Linked DNA regions of Zea mays: regions 1, 3 and 4 are each linked to region 2. Evidence: chromatin contacts called from public Hi-C data. All regions are on one chromosome and are shown on one strand. The core of a region is the stretch at or near the end of the contact, and the rest is flanking DNA. Distances in the headings are between cores, read along the strand shown. Region 1 holds the start of LOC103647382. Region 2 holds the start of LOC100278420. Region 3 holds the start of LOC100285302 (metal ion binding protein). Region 4 holds the start of LOC542622 (voltage-dependent anion channel protein1a).

Evidence for each region. Hi-C and Micro-C count contacts between places; a contact is called where the count stands out from the background.
Region 1: a contact with region 2 is called in a Hi-C map of leaf, with 5 times the contacts expected there. The contact joins the promoter of LOC103647382 here to the promoter of LOC100278420 in region 2. A contact is called at or near these places in 4 of 25 Hi-C or Micro-C datasets (bundle sheath, leaf and tassel).
Region 3: a Hi-C map of endosperm shows a contact between it and region 2, with 4 times the contacts expected there. The contact joins the promoter of LOC100285302 here to the promoter of LOC100278420 in region 2. A contact is called at or near these places in 3 of 25 Hi-C or Micro-C datasets (ear, endosperm and tassel).
Region 4: a contact with region 2 is called in a Hi-C map of tassel, with 2.5 times the contacts expected there. The contact joins the promoter of LOC542622 here to the promoter of LOC100278420 in region 2. A contact is called at or near these places in 4 of 25 Hi-C or Micro-C datasets (ear, leaf and tassel).

What each region holds. Positions count from the first base shown.
Region 1 is chr2:181,979,204-181,982,943 of Zm-B73-REFERENCE-NAM-5.0, reverse strand. It overlaps LOC103647382, which reads right to left and starts at 1,736. Exons shown (of 2, transcript XM_008671926.3): 1 at 1,134-1,736; 2 at 153-1,003. The coding sequence starts at 1,495. The coding sequence ends at 832.
Region 2 is chr2:181,734,049-181,738,057 of Zm-B73-REFERENCE-NAM-5.0, reverse strand. It overlaps LOC100278420, which reads right to left and starts at 1,400. Exons shown (of 3, transcript NM_001374046.1): 1 at 1,174-1,400; 2 at 1-463. The coding sequence starts at 443.
Region 3 is chr2:181,881,181-181,884,812 of Zm-B73-REFERENCE-NAM-5.0, reverse strand. LOC100285302 (metal ion binding protein) reads right to left here and starts at 1,766. Exons shown (of 2, transcript NM_001175031.1): 1 at 1,425-1,766; 2 at 888-1,298. The coding sequence starts at 1,590. The coding sequence ends at 979.
Region 4 is chr2:181,509,518-181,513,425 of Zm-B73-REFERENCE-NAM-5.0, reverse strand. LOC542622 (voltage-dependent anion channel protein1a) reads right to left here and starts at 2,395. Exons shown (of 6, transcript NM_001112149.1): 1 at 2,258-2,395; 2 at 2,078-2,145; 3 at 916-1,026; 4 at 596-685; 5 at 129-337. The coding sequence starts at 2,303.

The DNA of each region.
Region 1 (3,740 bases), core at 487-2,986, 240 kb before region 2:
TGCGAGATTAGGTTGCAGTGGTTATCTTTTAAGGTGTGAATAGAAGAACATCGGGTTGATTATAAAGAAATATAATATTTTTTTTAAAAAAAATGTCGATGGTAGAACCGTGAAACCAATGGAAACCGCTGTTTCGTATAGTAGAGAAATAGCTAACGACTCTTGCAAAAATAATAAGACGGTTGTAGTATATACTACAATAGTACAAATGGTGATTTGTATCGGTGGATAATAATACCGCCATGCATCCCACAAGATTCTTCCTCAACACTGAAACTCACACTGTCTTGTTCTGATAATAACATGTTTGGTTATGGCGATGAGCCGATGACGACCCCAACAGCGACTCTGCTGTGGCGCGGCGCATATCTGCAAAGCTAGTGCGGCAGCCACTTTGGCCCCTTCTCCTTCCCTTCACTTTTAACTCCCCCCCCCCCCCCCCCCCCCTACACAAGTATACTCATGCTGCTCAATGAAATCAAGCTAAGAGCTACTTTAGAAATCTCAAATCCCCTTCGAGATTGGAGAGGATTGAGGTAGGAATGAACTTATTTCCTCTCGGGATTGGAGGGTATTATTTCTTTGCTTGGAGCTAGCTCTAATGGTACATGTAGATGTCTGTACGGCTTGCATGCATGCAGCGATCGATCCGGGTAACTAATCGATTGAGCTAAGCTGGTGGTTTATATAAATAAATAATAATATGCTGACTGGTATAGATGTGGTTGTGGACGAGTGATCGATCGATGATGAGCTTGCAGTTGCAGCTGCCTAGTCGAGGAGAAGCTGGCACTGGCAGTAGGTGTAGCCTCTGCGTGGGCGTGCGCCTCGTCATGCCGCGGCCACCGTGCCCCCGGCCTTGCCTTCGCCGGCGCGGCGGCGGCCGCTGACGACCTTCGCCGCACCCGCGTCCTTGATCGACGTCGCCGCGCACTTGTCCTTCCACTCCTCCTGCGTGATGTGCCGCTCCCTGCACTCCAGGCTGCAGAACGCCGCCTCGCCCCTGCATACAGGTATAGCCAATTAGCCATCCATATAGGTGAGCGGGGGGAATCGAAGAAAAAAAAAGGAGTTTCAGGACGCGCAGCCGCAGGTTCAAGACAAGAATAGCCCGCAGGTGAGCGAACACGTACTTGTACACGAAGGTGTCGCGGCCGGGGCCGAGACGGCGCCGGCAGAGCCCGCAGGCGCGGAGGAACGCGGCGGTCTCGACGGCCGAGTAGTCGGCCGAGTTGCGGCGGAGCCCCGCTTTTGCCGGCGCCGCGCGGGCGCGGTACGCCGCGATCCAGTCCTCCTGCGCTGCGGCGGCGCCGCCGCCGAGCGCGGACAGCCAGTCCTGCTGGTGCTGCCCACCGCCACGGCTGCTGCTGCTGCCGTTGTCGGGCAGCTGGGCCTCCTCGTCGTCCTCCTCCATCACCGCCGCGAGCGCGAACTCCGTCATGCTCGTGGTCCGGCGCACCGGGTTCTTGCAGTCCCGCTCCCTCTTCCCCACCATATCTCCTTTACCGCTAGCTCCAAGCAAAGAAATAAACGTACGTACGACAAGAAGACAGAGCTAACGCAAGGGTGCGGTGCGGTCGTGATGCTGCGACGATCACAGGAAGAGGCGCCGGCAATGGAAATGCAAGCACGAGCTCTCTTCTCTCCCTGTGTCTCTCTCGTGCCCGCGTGTGGTGTGGAGGACAGGACAGGAGAGAGGAGACGGGAAGTGGTGGGTGAGCTCTGTGCTGTGCGTGTGCGGGATGGAGAGGGCCGGGCCGGGGATAAAAGAAGGGGCGGGACGATCCCGGCCGTCGGATGCGTCCCGGTGGTCCGTCAGATCCACGTCAGCGCTGGGCCTCCTCCACGTCCCTGGGTCCTGGGGGTCGCTTTTGTCATTTTGTTCAGCGGGGGGCTCGCTCGATCAACGATCATTGCGGTTTTGTTCTCTTCGTGGCGCTCGGTCGGGGATCTGTCGCCGCTGCTGAATTTACTTCCTGTCCATCTCACAGGTTTTTACTAGCATCAGCTGTCAGCTTCGCTCGTTGATCTGCTCCAGCCATTCAAAACTATATAGTCTATTTTAAATTTTATTCTAGACTAAATTTCTTAAAACCGTATCTTTTATATGAAGTACATCGATATCTACGATATCCTCTTGTTTTGAATTCTACTTGGAATATGTTTTGATAGTATATTTTCTTTGAACATGTAAAAGTTAATATATATTATTTTTTTTAAAACAATAAACTTGGTCAAATTTGTTGAAGTTTAAATTAAAGTAAATTATGTTAAAATTTGAAACAGAGGGAGTTGATAGCATGACAGATTTTTCCCAAGCAAATTGCTCAATCAACAAATTCTTCGAAGTATATCTCATTATTTTTGAGGTAAAGTCACATATATTCAATTTTTTTGTTGCATACGAATTTACATTTTTTTCTCTCCTCCCTTTTTATGGTTCGGTGTGCATTATTAGTGTCAGCATTTTTCACAACCAATAGTTTTTGGTCAAAAAATCACAATGCTAGGCCTAAAAGTACTGTGATTATTTTCTTTGCAATTTGTAAGCTATAAGAGTACACGAGGGATGATCAAGATTTTAAATCGTGGGCTATGACATTTAGTACTCTAGAGGAAGCTATTTCATTTAGTGTTTCTATAGAAAACATGAATATTTTAATTAATCATGTAGGGAAACATGTGGTTAAGAATGATGTTCATGTTCTTAGTTGATTATGTAGGAAAACATGTGGTTAGGTAAATGTTGAGGATAAGTACTTTATACGTTCTAAACTATAAGACATTTTGATATTTTTAGATACATAGCTTTTTTAAGCACTTAGATATATATTATATATAGATACATAGTAAAACAAAATACCTAAAATTTATCAAAATATCTTATAATTTGAAACAGATCGAGTACATGTATAAGGATCTAGGAAACAGATTTCTAGGTCCATTACTAAACACCCATCAAAATAATCCACATACTCACAACTACAATCAATATTTAATTAAATTCCTTCAATGCTCAAAATCAACCAATTCAAAAGTTATCATATAGTTCAATGCATCATTTATCAACTAAAGATCACAACAAAGATGTAACACCCGGTTTTAAAGGACAAAGCCGGGTGCATCTCATACATGCGCCAAAGAAGACAACATATATAATAACAGAGTGTATAGAGATAAATGTCACAATAATCAGAGTACTTATTACATAGCGGAAGTCTTACAAAATAAAATATAAATATAGCAGGATCTAAAAACTATCCTTGGCGCCAGAAAGTCAACTGTGAGACTCCACCTAGATCGAATCGAACTCCTCGATATGCGGCTCCTCTTGAACCACCTGTTCTTCTCCTGTGGGGGGTGTGAGACAACAAGGGTGAGCTCACACATGATCATCGCTCAACAAGTTGTGGGGAATAATGTGTATGAACTCACCAAAGGTGGGAGTTCATGAAGTGTAAGGCTTACCAAAGGGAATGGTTAAAGCTGAGCATTGCTTTTAAAGTTGGTCAAAATTTTATTAGCAATTACTAGATGTAAGTAAATACCAACCATAATAATAATAGAACAAAATTAATAAATAATCCCATGCAAATGCACATGACAAATTGAATTTAGGTTCCATAAATTAATCATGTGAGGGTCCGAGCCGCTCATGACCGTGAGCACGGCTAGTATACTAGTTTTACACTCTGTAGAGGTTGCACATCTTTACCCACAAGCCGTGTTACCCATCTGCC
Region 2 (4,009 bases), core at 151-2,650:
TCTTCCAAACCCGTTCCAGATGTTTGCTTCATGACAGCCGCGGAAATGGTCCATGGAGGCTCAAAAGGATCTGCGGCCTTGTTTGCTTGGACATCCTCAAGTTTAGGTACTGGCGCTAGACCCTCCGTTTTCTTCTCAGCGGCTTCCGCACCTACATAGTTGAGGCGCTCCCTAGCTAAGGCTGCCTGGCACCCAAAGTTGGGCTGCAACTGGAGCCACCACTGGGTCTCCATGGGCAGGCTGGAGTTCATCAGGTTCCAGTTGATGGGCACAAATGTAGGGACATGGAGATCTTGCGGGCTCAGAGGATTTCCATCGCTCGTGTCGTGCGGTTGTAGGGGCGGCGAGCAGCAGACCAGATGGGGAGCTCGCTTGGCGTCCTCCTGGACCATGCAGCGGTTGGCGGCGCGCTGCCAGGCAGCCCTCGCTTCGGCGGCCGCCATCACTCTCACATGCTACCAACCTGTGCGCCACAAAAAAAAATTGTTCGGCATCGGATTAGCACGCGCTTACTTGTTCCACCAGGAGAACAGGGGCAAACAAAGAATTGACAAGATGCATATATAACAAAATGAAATGCTGAAAGTACTGTTGGCTGGAGCTATCACTATATCAGTCAATGATTGCTTAGCATTGAAGGAGTATAGATGGTACCAGGAGGTTAGATACCCAACACTACAGTCGATATGTAGACCACAAGTGTCTTGTCTAAATATATATAAGATGCTGAGACATGTAGGCAAGGCAACGTTGAAGTACACGGTAGACCAAGAAGCAATCAAGCAATGGCCGGTTCCAGAGTGGGAAACTTCCTGAGCAATCGGAACGGGGAACTCAAAAGACATGGATAACCAATTTCAGGATGGGAACTTCCAGAAAAAAAAACAGCGATTCCTCGACGGGGTCCTCGATCTGAGGGCAGCAAGCGAGGGATTTGCCCCCCCCCCCCCCCCCCCCCCCCCCCCCCCAATCGGACACTATACTGATTCCAGTCGAGTTCATTTTCAGTCCCGTCACGTGAGGGTTTCACTGGACGCACAGGAGTCAAGATGAGCATCTGCAGACCAGATCGTGGCGACGGGCGCGGCACCGAGGGCGAGGTGGTACTATCAACATCGCACGAAAGAAGAAAGAGAGAAAGCAATCAGACGAAGGCGAGTCGCCCTCCCTCACCTGGAAACCGCCCGAAGGCAAGGAAGCCTACTGGGCGGAGAAGAGATCCCGGACACGTGAGGCTTGTGCCGCTCCGCGCTGGTTGTTGCCCTCGATCCTCCGGATCATGAGCGCTGACTGAATCTAGCCCGTATCCCGCACCGCAGCGAGGGAGGAGACGAGACGTGGAGGGGACGGGAAAGAAGAGTACAGAGGAGGAGGGAGAGGATCTTTCTCCTCCCCGTTGCTCTTCCGGATAACGACGTGGGAGTGGAAGCAGAGGGCGGACAGGGGGTTGAAGTGGCGCTACAAGAAACCGCCAAGTAATAAAAAAATAAAAAATAAACTACTCTCATCTATGATGTTTATTTTTAGTTCAATTTATCCCATCATCTATTTGAGTTAGTTTAAGCTATATCTTAATAAATTTTTTATTTTTTATGTACAAATTTAGTCTTCAATTCAAACAAAAAATACGTTATGTTATAACTATGTCCAAAAATATAAATATTGAAAACTCAGTTTATACATAAATAAATAAAAAATACAAATTTTATAAAGAAGTATATTGAACCAACTCAAATACAACATCGTTTATAGATAATAATAAGGGCAATTTAGATATTTTTCCTACATAAAATGGTACTCCTCCTTGCAATGGATCGCAATGCTTTTCCTCCGATAAGTAATTGGATTAGCTTAAGATCTTCTGTTGGTCCTTGTTTTCATATGCTATACATAAAAAACAAAGCAACATAATTATTAATGATTAGAGACATTCGTCTTTCGAAGCATTATCTCTCCTATCATATAATGATTTTCAGACGAAGGTTATGAAAGGCATACCTTCATGATTTTAGTGAACAGAATATAAATAGAGACATATGAAACACAAAGGAATATAAACAATCATTACAAATCATTAGATTATTTATACTCCCATTTTATAGACATGGATAAACATTAATGACATTTTTATTATATTTGTACCTTCGGCTTGACAGAAGATGGAAAAGCGAGAGTGACGCGAGAATGATTACAATTCAGCGTGAACAGTATGGTGTTACTGTTCATATATTTATAGGCACATGAGGCAGCCTGGACAAAATTACATTCGTGTCCCTGACATTTACTGTTGACCATAAAGCAAACTATCAAGGACTAGGTGGTCTTTTCTCTTTTAAGTCGGTTCCATCCTTCACCATCATTATCATGCTAAGCCGAAGGTCCTTCAGGCACAGCTTCGGCGCCCGTTCACCCTTCCTTCATACCGCACCTTCATATTACGCACACCTTCATCTCAAGGCCGAAAACCTCCTGTAACAGTCTTATACTGAGAAACATGTTAGTTAAGTTTTTGAGGACCTTCGGAAGAGGAAGGCCCCCAACAGTAGCCCCTCGTAGTATTAATTTGTTTTTGTATTTAACAAATTCAGACTGCGACGTGAACGAAGGCCTTTAGCCGAAGGTCCGAAAAAACATCTTCCCTTCGCTAGAATAGCGAAAGTCAATGACATGTAGGGCCTGTGCAATGCGCTGGGCATATAAATAGGAACCTGCAGTGATAGCATTTGATGCGCCATCTCAATCGCTTGTGTTATTTTTCAAGGTTGAATTCTCTTGTTCTGTCATATTTTGCTCGATTTGTGAGTTTCGGCATTTGCACAAGTGCTCACCAAATGGCTGAAGAGAAGAAAGTTGTTGATCCTGCTCTAGCTGGTTTTTACGAGGCTATGGAGAAGACAAACACATAGAAGATTACAAATGAAATGCTAGCTGATTTGTCTACAGATTCTGGTGATAGCGAAAACTTTAATGTGGAAAGTGGGAACGAAGATGTCGAAGATCGACCCTGGCGGCCGAGCCACACTATCTTCGGAAAGTCATCCATCAAACAGAGCCAGATTGATGCTATGAAAGGAAGATATTTTCGTGATATGTCCATTGTGAGAGTTGGAGGGGACAGCGTCGCCCCTGCACCTGAGGTGGACGAAGTTGTTGTTTACAGGAGTTTCATGAAGGTAGTGCTTCAGTTTCCATTGAGTAAATTTCTAGTTGAAGACCTTTGAGATCTTTCTTCATCAGATTACCCCCGAAGCTATAATCAGGATGAAGATTTTTATTTGGACGTGAGGAGCCAAGGACTAGAGCTAAGTGCAAAATGCTTCTGCAACATGCACGAGCTGTTGTATGATACGAAGGCTACTGGCAAGGAGCAATATCACAATAACTTTGGTTGTTATGGCTTCGTGCCTCGTTCTGATGTAAGCTATCTAGTTCCAACGTTTCGAAAGAGGTGGCCAGGGGCCTGGATGGAAGAATGGTTTTATGTAAAGAATAACTTAGCTGAAAGGGAAGATATAAAGGGGATTATCCAACACCCTATTTGGTCTCGCTTCGGCATCAGAAGACCGATTACTGCTCTTGGAAACAATATCGAAGCATGCCAGAAGGCTTTCAACAATGTATGCACCTTTATTGGTACAAGAGACCTGGTCCAGGAGCACATAGCCTATAAAGTGTGGCCTCTTGTGAATGACTGGGAAATGCCGAAGGAGACTACTGCCGGGTCTAGTCAAGGAGGTTTGGTTTATCTGAAATACACCTTCAGATACAGAGATTAGTTTGACGAGCCGAGTGATGACTGGCTGAACTGTGTTGAGGCGACTAGCGATGAGTTGCTTGGGGCTTACACGAGAGCCGAAGATGATGCCATGACCTTAGCCTTCGGAAGGACAGGCAAGAAAAGACTTAACAGAGTTTTCGATGTTATTGGTTTTGTATATCCAGATTATAGCTATCCCTCGCAAAAGCAGGGAAAAAAGAGAAAAACTGTTACTTCGGCCATTTCTGTTGC
Region 3 (3,632 bases), core at 517-3,016, 150 kb before region 2:
ACCACACCAGCCCGTGACCTCTCTCACGCACACACCCATCTCTCCCTTATCTCCCTTGCGCTCTTGGACCCCGCCGTCGTGCCCCGCCTCCTTGGTCGCCGCCACCGGACGTCGCCTCCAGCGCCTCTCTGTCTCCGTGCCCAGCCCCGCGCGCCTCCCTGACGCAGCGTCGCCTCCAAGCGCTTCCCCGACGCCGCGTCCAGAAAACTATAGGCCAATGGTGGGCGGTTTTTGGATATCCCCCATATCCTAGCTCCATCTCCGACCGCTCGTGCTCTTATTAGCAGATTCAGTTCGGCTCTTAGATGCCACTTGTTCTTCCTTCCTCTCTGCCTCACCTCAGGATCGATCAGCGCATAGCGTCAGGAAGCAGCTGCCAGCCATGGCGATGGCGTCGTCGTTCGGTCGTTGAGCGTGCTGAGGAGCTACGGCCTACCCCTCCTATAGGACAATGTGGCCACAGCGCGAATTATCCAAGCGGCGGTTTCAGTGCCTGTACTCCTGAGTACGTGTGTATGCTTCTTTTACATTGGAACTTATGCAATTCTTTGTTCGATTGGTGAACGAATGGCTTTTGTGAACCATATGGCTTTGGGACAAATATGCATTGAACTGGATATCTATGGTTGTTGAATGAATGACTTTTGTGAGTTGTGTGGATATTAAAGGTCTTAGTTTATAAAATATTTTGTCTAATTAACTCTACCGCCGCCTACAGGCTACAGTTGAGGAAAACATTTTTTACGCTTATCTACTCCAGCTGCTCACACAAAAGACATATATATATATATATATATATATATATATATATATATATATATATATATATATATATATATATATATATATATATATATATATATATATTCTGTCATGGACATAAACATCCAACCGAGGCGACCATGCATATACTTGTTCTGTGATCGAAGAGAGCTGCACCCGTGGTCTATAGCTATTTGACACAGTAGTAATTGAAATTCACATGATGGAGCATGCGTTGGGGTTGTCGTCGCTGAACATGTTGACGAGCCGCTCCTCCTGCGGGCCGGCCGCCGTGGGTCCGCCGTAGCTGGAGGCGGGCATGACGGCGTCGACCCTGCGCACGTAGCCCGGCGGCGCCTTCCTGTCGTAGGCCGGCGCGGCGTAAGGGTGCGCGACGAGGCTGTAGGGCACGTAGGGCCAGATCTCGGCCGCCTTCTTCCCCGTGGCCTGCACCCGCTTGACCACCTTGTGAGGCTCCACGTACCCCTGCACCGTCACCTTGGACTGCTTCCGGTCGATCTCCACGGAATGCACCCCTGAAGAATTATCATGCAGGTGTCCTCGTCATCGTCAGTTGAGATATATAACGGCGAACGCGATGAAAAATTAAACGAATAAGTAGCTAGCAGTAGTGTAAATTAATTATAAAAAGACTGCTGTACCTTTCATGCGGGAGAGGGCGTTCCTGACCTTCATCTCGCAGCCGTCGCAGTCCATGCGCACCTTGAGCTCCACCGTCTGGAACTGCGTCCTCCTGTTGTACCGGCGCCGGCTGCTGCTGCTGCAGCCGCCCAGCAGGTCCGACAGGTACTCCAGCGTGCCTCCCATGGTTCAGTTAGTTCCAAAGCTACTAGCAGGAAAGGGCGCGGGGTCGAAGAAACGGTCGAGCTGATGTTCTTGAAATAGTCACCACTCACTCACTCTCTCGCTACTCACAGTCGTCGTCACAGCGCGCGCGCGCGCGCTACGCAACAGCTCTTCTCTTCTCTGAGCTAGCTAGCTCTGATGATGAATGGCAGCTAGCAAGCTAGAAGAAGGTCGCGTGTGTATATATAGCTAGCAGGCGCGGCCCCCCGGCACCATCAGCTCACTGACCTGAGCTGCTTCTTCCTTGCAGGCAGGTGAGGCCCGGTACGGTTTGTATGTGTGTGTACAGCTACAGCTAGCCTCGCCGTGTATCGATTTGTGGGCGTGACCGCCCGCGAGAAGTTTCCCCCAGATGCGCTGCCGAGTTCAGCGCAAACGGACTCCGCGGAAAAAAAGCCAGCTTTGTATAGTTGTTTACATGCCGTTTCTGCAAGGTAACTAGTAAAGACTAACAACATTTTGGGCCCATGATTGCATTGATGCCCCTAGCTCCTCCTCAACCAGTCTTCAGTTTCCTCATTCCTGGAGGCGATGATTCGATGAACCCGCGTAACAGAAAACCCTGCTCATGCATTTGCCGTGGGCTGGTTGCTCAACAACTGCTGGAGCTGGGCTGTCTCAGCTCTGTCCTCCAGCTCCAGGCTTCAGATACTAGCAAGTTGGCAGTAGGGGAGTCCCACTCCCAGCAAGGGACCGACGGGCAGGGACTCCAATCAGGGTCCGCCAACTGCCACGTTTCGTCCGCTGAGCTGTGCCGTTGTTCCCTCATCGGGTACCTGCATGTGGACCACCACTTTGCAGGTCATAGATAATTCCAGTATTAGGCCGTGATTGTAGGAGGAGGGGGTCATTTAATCTGTTATGTTTTCTTATACTAGTTGTTTGTTGGTGCGTTGCGACGGCTTATAACAATATCCACATAAACTATCCATACAAAAAATTTCAAGATTTATTATTAATTGTCTCTGCTCTCCGTATAATATTTTTTGATTTGACTAACTGATGTTATTGTTTACTCCATCCAGTATGTCTTGGTACAACACAGCCAATGAAGTTAGCGATTAGAAGAGAGTTCACAACGACTGACTGAACGAACAGAGATTATAGAATGACATAATTCCACCATACAGAGACCAAATAAGAGAAAGTTTGTTAGCTCAAGTTTCTAAAATAAGTCATATGAACTCAAACTTATAAAAAAATAGATCAAAATATAGAGTGATTGCTAAAGTCAGGCATCAATAAAAACTGGATGCGCTCCATATAAATTATTCTACTTCGTAGCAATTACTAACGTTGAAAACTAACAAATAACCTTTCTTTTTACTGTTAGTGTGACAAATCATTGTTGCTTCATCCAATTCAGCAACCTCAGACACCATGGAGTCCATTGCGCGAATGTGGTCTCAGAAACGACCTAATGCTAGCAAGAGCCAAGAACGCCGTGCCGTGTTTGGGCTGTAGCCTCGGCCCGTAGTGCTGGCCCGGCCCGACATGATTATATTTTTTATTTTACAAAAAACGTATATACATATATACAATTTATATTCAATATTAAAAACACTTGAGCATGATGTTCTACTGGTTAGACAGCTTCACCTAGTGTCTCATGTCCTTCTTCCATCAAGGCATGGGTTTGAACCACACCTTCTGCACCATTTTTTAACATTTTACGTTGATTTAATCAAATGGCCGACGAGCTACCGGGCTGCGTTGATTTAATCAAATGGGCCGACGGGCTAACGGGCCAGCCCAGCATAGTCAGCAGGCCGGCATGACGTGCCTGGGCCCGCGGGCGTCTGGCCCGTGCCGGGCCGCCGTTTGGTCATCAGCGGGGCAATTTAAAATAGTTGTGAGGGGTTATTTGTAAAAAGATGACGTGGGACGACCGTTGAAACTAGTGCTTTAAGTATAGTAGAGACTAGTTAGATGCCCGCTCGTTGCAACGACATACAAAATATTTTTACACAACGATTACATAAAAACAAACACCACATATATAA
Region 4 (3,908 bases), core at 1,146-3,645, 230 kb after region 2:
AGCTTTAAGTTGAGACACATCAAGCAGGGATTTGTACTTAACCATAAATAATGATATTACAAGTGCTGCCAAATAACAGTCACATACAGTGCCTAAGTATATAGGATTACTACACTTTGAAAACTCACAGGTTCAGGGATGCGACAAGGTCTTCATGAGTGAACCTCAGTGCAGCATTGTATTTAGTCAAGTTCCCAGTTGCAGTATCAAGTGAGATATCGGCACCAACTGCAACAGCCTTAGTACCAAAGGCAGCAGAGAGGTTGACTACAGGATTGGCTGTCAGACCGATGCTTGCATTAACTCCAGCATAATCATGCAAATACTGGAGCTCAACCTGCAGCCAGAAATTAATAAATGAATACATTGAAGAATAAGCTTCAAAGGGCAGGCCCGATGCAGTGGAGAGCTGTCTCATTGAGTCACCAGAGTGTGGTTCAAAGCAGAAGCAGCATCTCCATATTTGTGAGGGGAATGCTTGTCTCGGTTTATCTCTTCCCCATACCCCACTCGAGGGAGCCTCCAGCACTAGGTCTGCCCTTTTTTGAAGAATAAGCTTCCATTTAAGAAATGATAAAGTGAATTAGATTATTACCTTTCCAGATCTCTGATCAGGAACAGCAAAGCTTAAGATGGTCTTCAGCCCTGGTGTTGCAATCTCATCAACAGTAATTGTCGTAATGATCTGAACATCACATCAAACAAGCAGTCAGAACGTGAGAAATATGGCAGATCAACTAGTTAGTCAGAGAGCAAATTGTTGACCACCATAATTAGCATGCTTGATAGTAGTTTGTCAAAGTACAATTATTAGTCTAGGCGATATCATAATAAATGAACATGTTGGAGGTCCATTTTGAGCAAGGGATGCAATTTCCAGGGGTTAAGTATATACATATACAGAGAGAGATTTACATTTGACTCCGAGTTTGCTTTCACATCTATGGTCATGTTCTTGTTCTTTATCTGTGATTGGATCTCGCCAAGGATCAGGTCAGCTTTCTTTGTGCTAGAAGCAGTTACAGCCTGCATGAAAAAGTAAGAGAGGATATTAAAATCATAAGAATATGCTAGCCATGAATGCAAATGACTCTAACATAGTAACAATTTTTAGAAGCATGTAGAACAATCAAACATATACACGCACACCAAAGGATTAATTGTTAAATCATGCAAGTGTTACCATTAAGACAAGAGCAATGAGCATACATAATTCCAGATTCCAATACATCAACGGAAATGCAAGTTGCAAAAGTCAATATGAGTTGAGAAACATAATTAAGGTAACAGCATAATTGGGGTTCAACACAATCTTTTTTCCAGGTGTTTGATACTTCGGTTATAGTTTTATTATTCTCATTGTTTTAGTTCAGTACAGATACATTTTTCCTACAAATCTAAAACTCATCAAAACCAGCAATTTACTCACATAGCAACCGTGGAAGGAAATCCAACGGCACGCGTTGACATCGCTCAGCTCCTTAATTATTCTACTCAATAACTGACTACCCACACTGTCCTCCCAGTATCCACATAGTGCAAACATGTGTAGCATCCCTTGAAAATTGAGCCCGACACCAGTTATGTAACTCGAGCTTGCTGCTATTTCACATCACCTCCAGTTTTTATTAGAAACACAACCGCGAGGGGTTCCACTGTCCCTTTTTATTCGAACCCTTTCCTCCACTGGTCATGACTCAAGAGGGTTTCTCTAGCAACCCACTTATTTAAAACTAGTGAAAGAGCATCACATGTAAATCACACATTGCCGAATCCTGTACTCTACATCAAAAAACCAACCAGCAGATAGACACAGAGCACAACTAATAAGCAGGGCTCTGCAGGAACCCCAATCTAATCAATAAATAATCTCTTGTGCTGGAACAGTCACTCGCTAAGATCGAGCAAGAGAATCCGAAGCCGGCAGACGAATCCAATAGAAGATCATGAACCCATCCCACAGCTACGTCAACCAGATTCATTCCAGTCCGGAGAAAGCACAAAGCAACGCCCTAGTAAAAGGACCGAAGCTGAACAAGAGGAAACGGGGTGTTCCGAAACGGAGCGAAGCACTTACGACGCCATTGGAGGTGTAGGTAGTGAGGGTGAACTTGTGGTCAGTCTGGTAGTCCTTGTACAGCAGATCTGCGGAAAAAGCGAACCAACAACAATAAGCAAACCAACAGAAGAGAATAAACCAGCGAACTGCACCCATGATCCCCAGAGCTTGAAAGGAATCCTTAGGACGGATACCCACCCCTGGTCTTCTTGCCGATCTCGGTGTAGAGGCCTGGCCCGACCATCTTCACGCCGGTGACGACGCGACGCGACGAGGTGTGGTGGCGTGGGGATGCTGCGGGGTGGGAGTTTGGGGGCAGGATGATTGGGAGGCGGCGGATAGGTGGAGGCGAAGCAGACGAGTGGGGGGAGAATAAAGGCGGACATAACCACGCCGTGGAGCCTGCCGTGTGGCCCCGGCTAAACCCTAGTTTATTTTCCTTCTCCTTCTGTGGGGAATTCTCCACCAGGTTCAGACTCCAGACATCTAGTACTCATCCTCAGGCTATCTTCAGCAACGTCCTTTAAATTTCATCCTCTAAAAAAATATTTTTCGTCCTTTACAGTACACTCTAAAATATTACATCCTCTATATCTCTACCATCTCCAGCAGCGTTCTCTAAATTTCCTCCTCTATATCCTATATTCTATATTTTTTGACAACTGTGGGCCCGACCCATGTTCCAATGTCGTTGCCTCCTCCTGTGAGCTCCTGGTCCCACGAGCTGCATGTGGGCCATCCTTGTCGTATCAGCACTATGCCCCTGCTGGCCGGCTGCGTAGCGGACGCACAGTGAAACGCTAAATGTAGCATGCGCAGGCAGCGTCCGGTATTTTACCGGAGGCTTTACCGTCCGTTGCTGGACCAACAAAGGAGCTCGGCGTCCTGTAAATTTGGCGTACAGAACCACATACAGGTCCTTGTTGGACACGGTCTCATGAAGTTATACACATCCCTATTTTCATACTTATATCTATTATGATATAAGATTCATCTCATACACATCCTTATTCTGATATAGGGTCTCAATGGGTCCTCATCCATGACAAGGAAAACACTATTAAATTATATTTCATATGACATTAACAGTCACACGGCACCTAACAATAATACACTACCAATAAATCTGACATTTAATAAAAAAATATGTTTAACCATACAAAACAGCAAAACACAAAAAAAAAACATATGGACTAGTGGATGGGACGGCTAGTGGCTGACCACCTAGGCTAGGTGGATGGGTGCTTAAAAGGGTTGAAAGAGATTAAGTTAGTTGAAAGAGATTGAGTTAGTTGTTGTGCTTATTATCTATTAGGACACACATTTAATTTCACTAGGTGAATATTACTCATGGTTAATTGGTTTTGGATGATTTCTTTCCAAACCCATTTCTGCTTACCTAATGGGTGAATATTTTGTCTCATATTTATACCAATGGGGAGACTTTTTGTCTGATATCCTAACCCTAATAAGGGATTTAGCATCGGTTAGCGAGTATTGGAGTCCCTATTTGAAAGGGAATTAGGCTTACACCTATTTCCTAATTGGTTTTGGTGGTTGAATTGCCCAACACAAATAATTGGACTAACTAGTTTGCTCTAGTCTATAAGTTCTACAGGTGCCAAAGGTTCACATAAGCCAATAAAAAGACCAAGAAAAGGGTTCAACAAAGAGAGCAAGGGATAACCGAAGTGTGCCCTGGTCTGGCGCACCGGACTGTCCGGTGCACCAGGGAACTCCAAGCTGAACTCATCACCTTCGGGATTCTCAGAGACGCTTCGCTATAATTCAACGGACTGTCCGGTGCTCCAGAGGAGAGCGACTCTGAACCCGCTAGCTTCGGGAATCC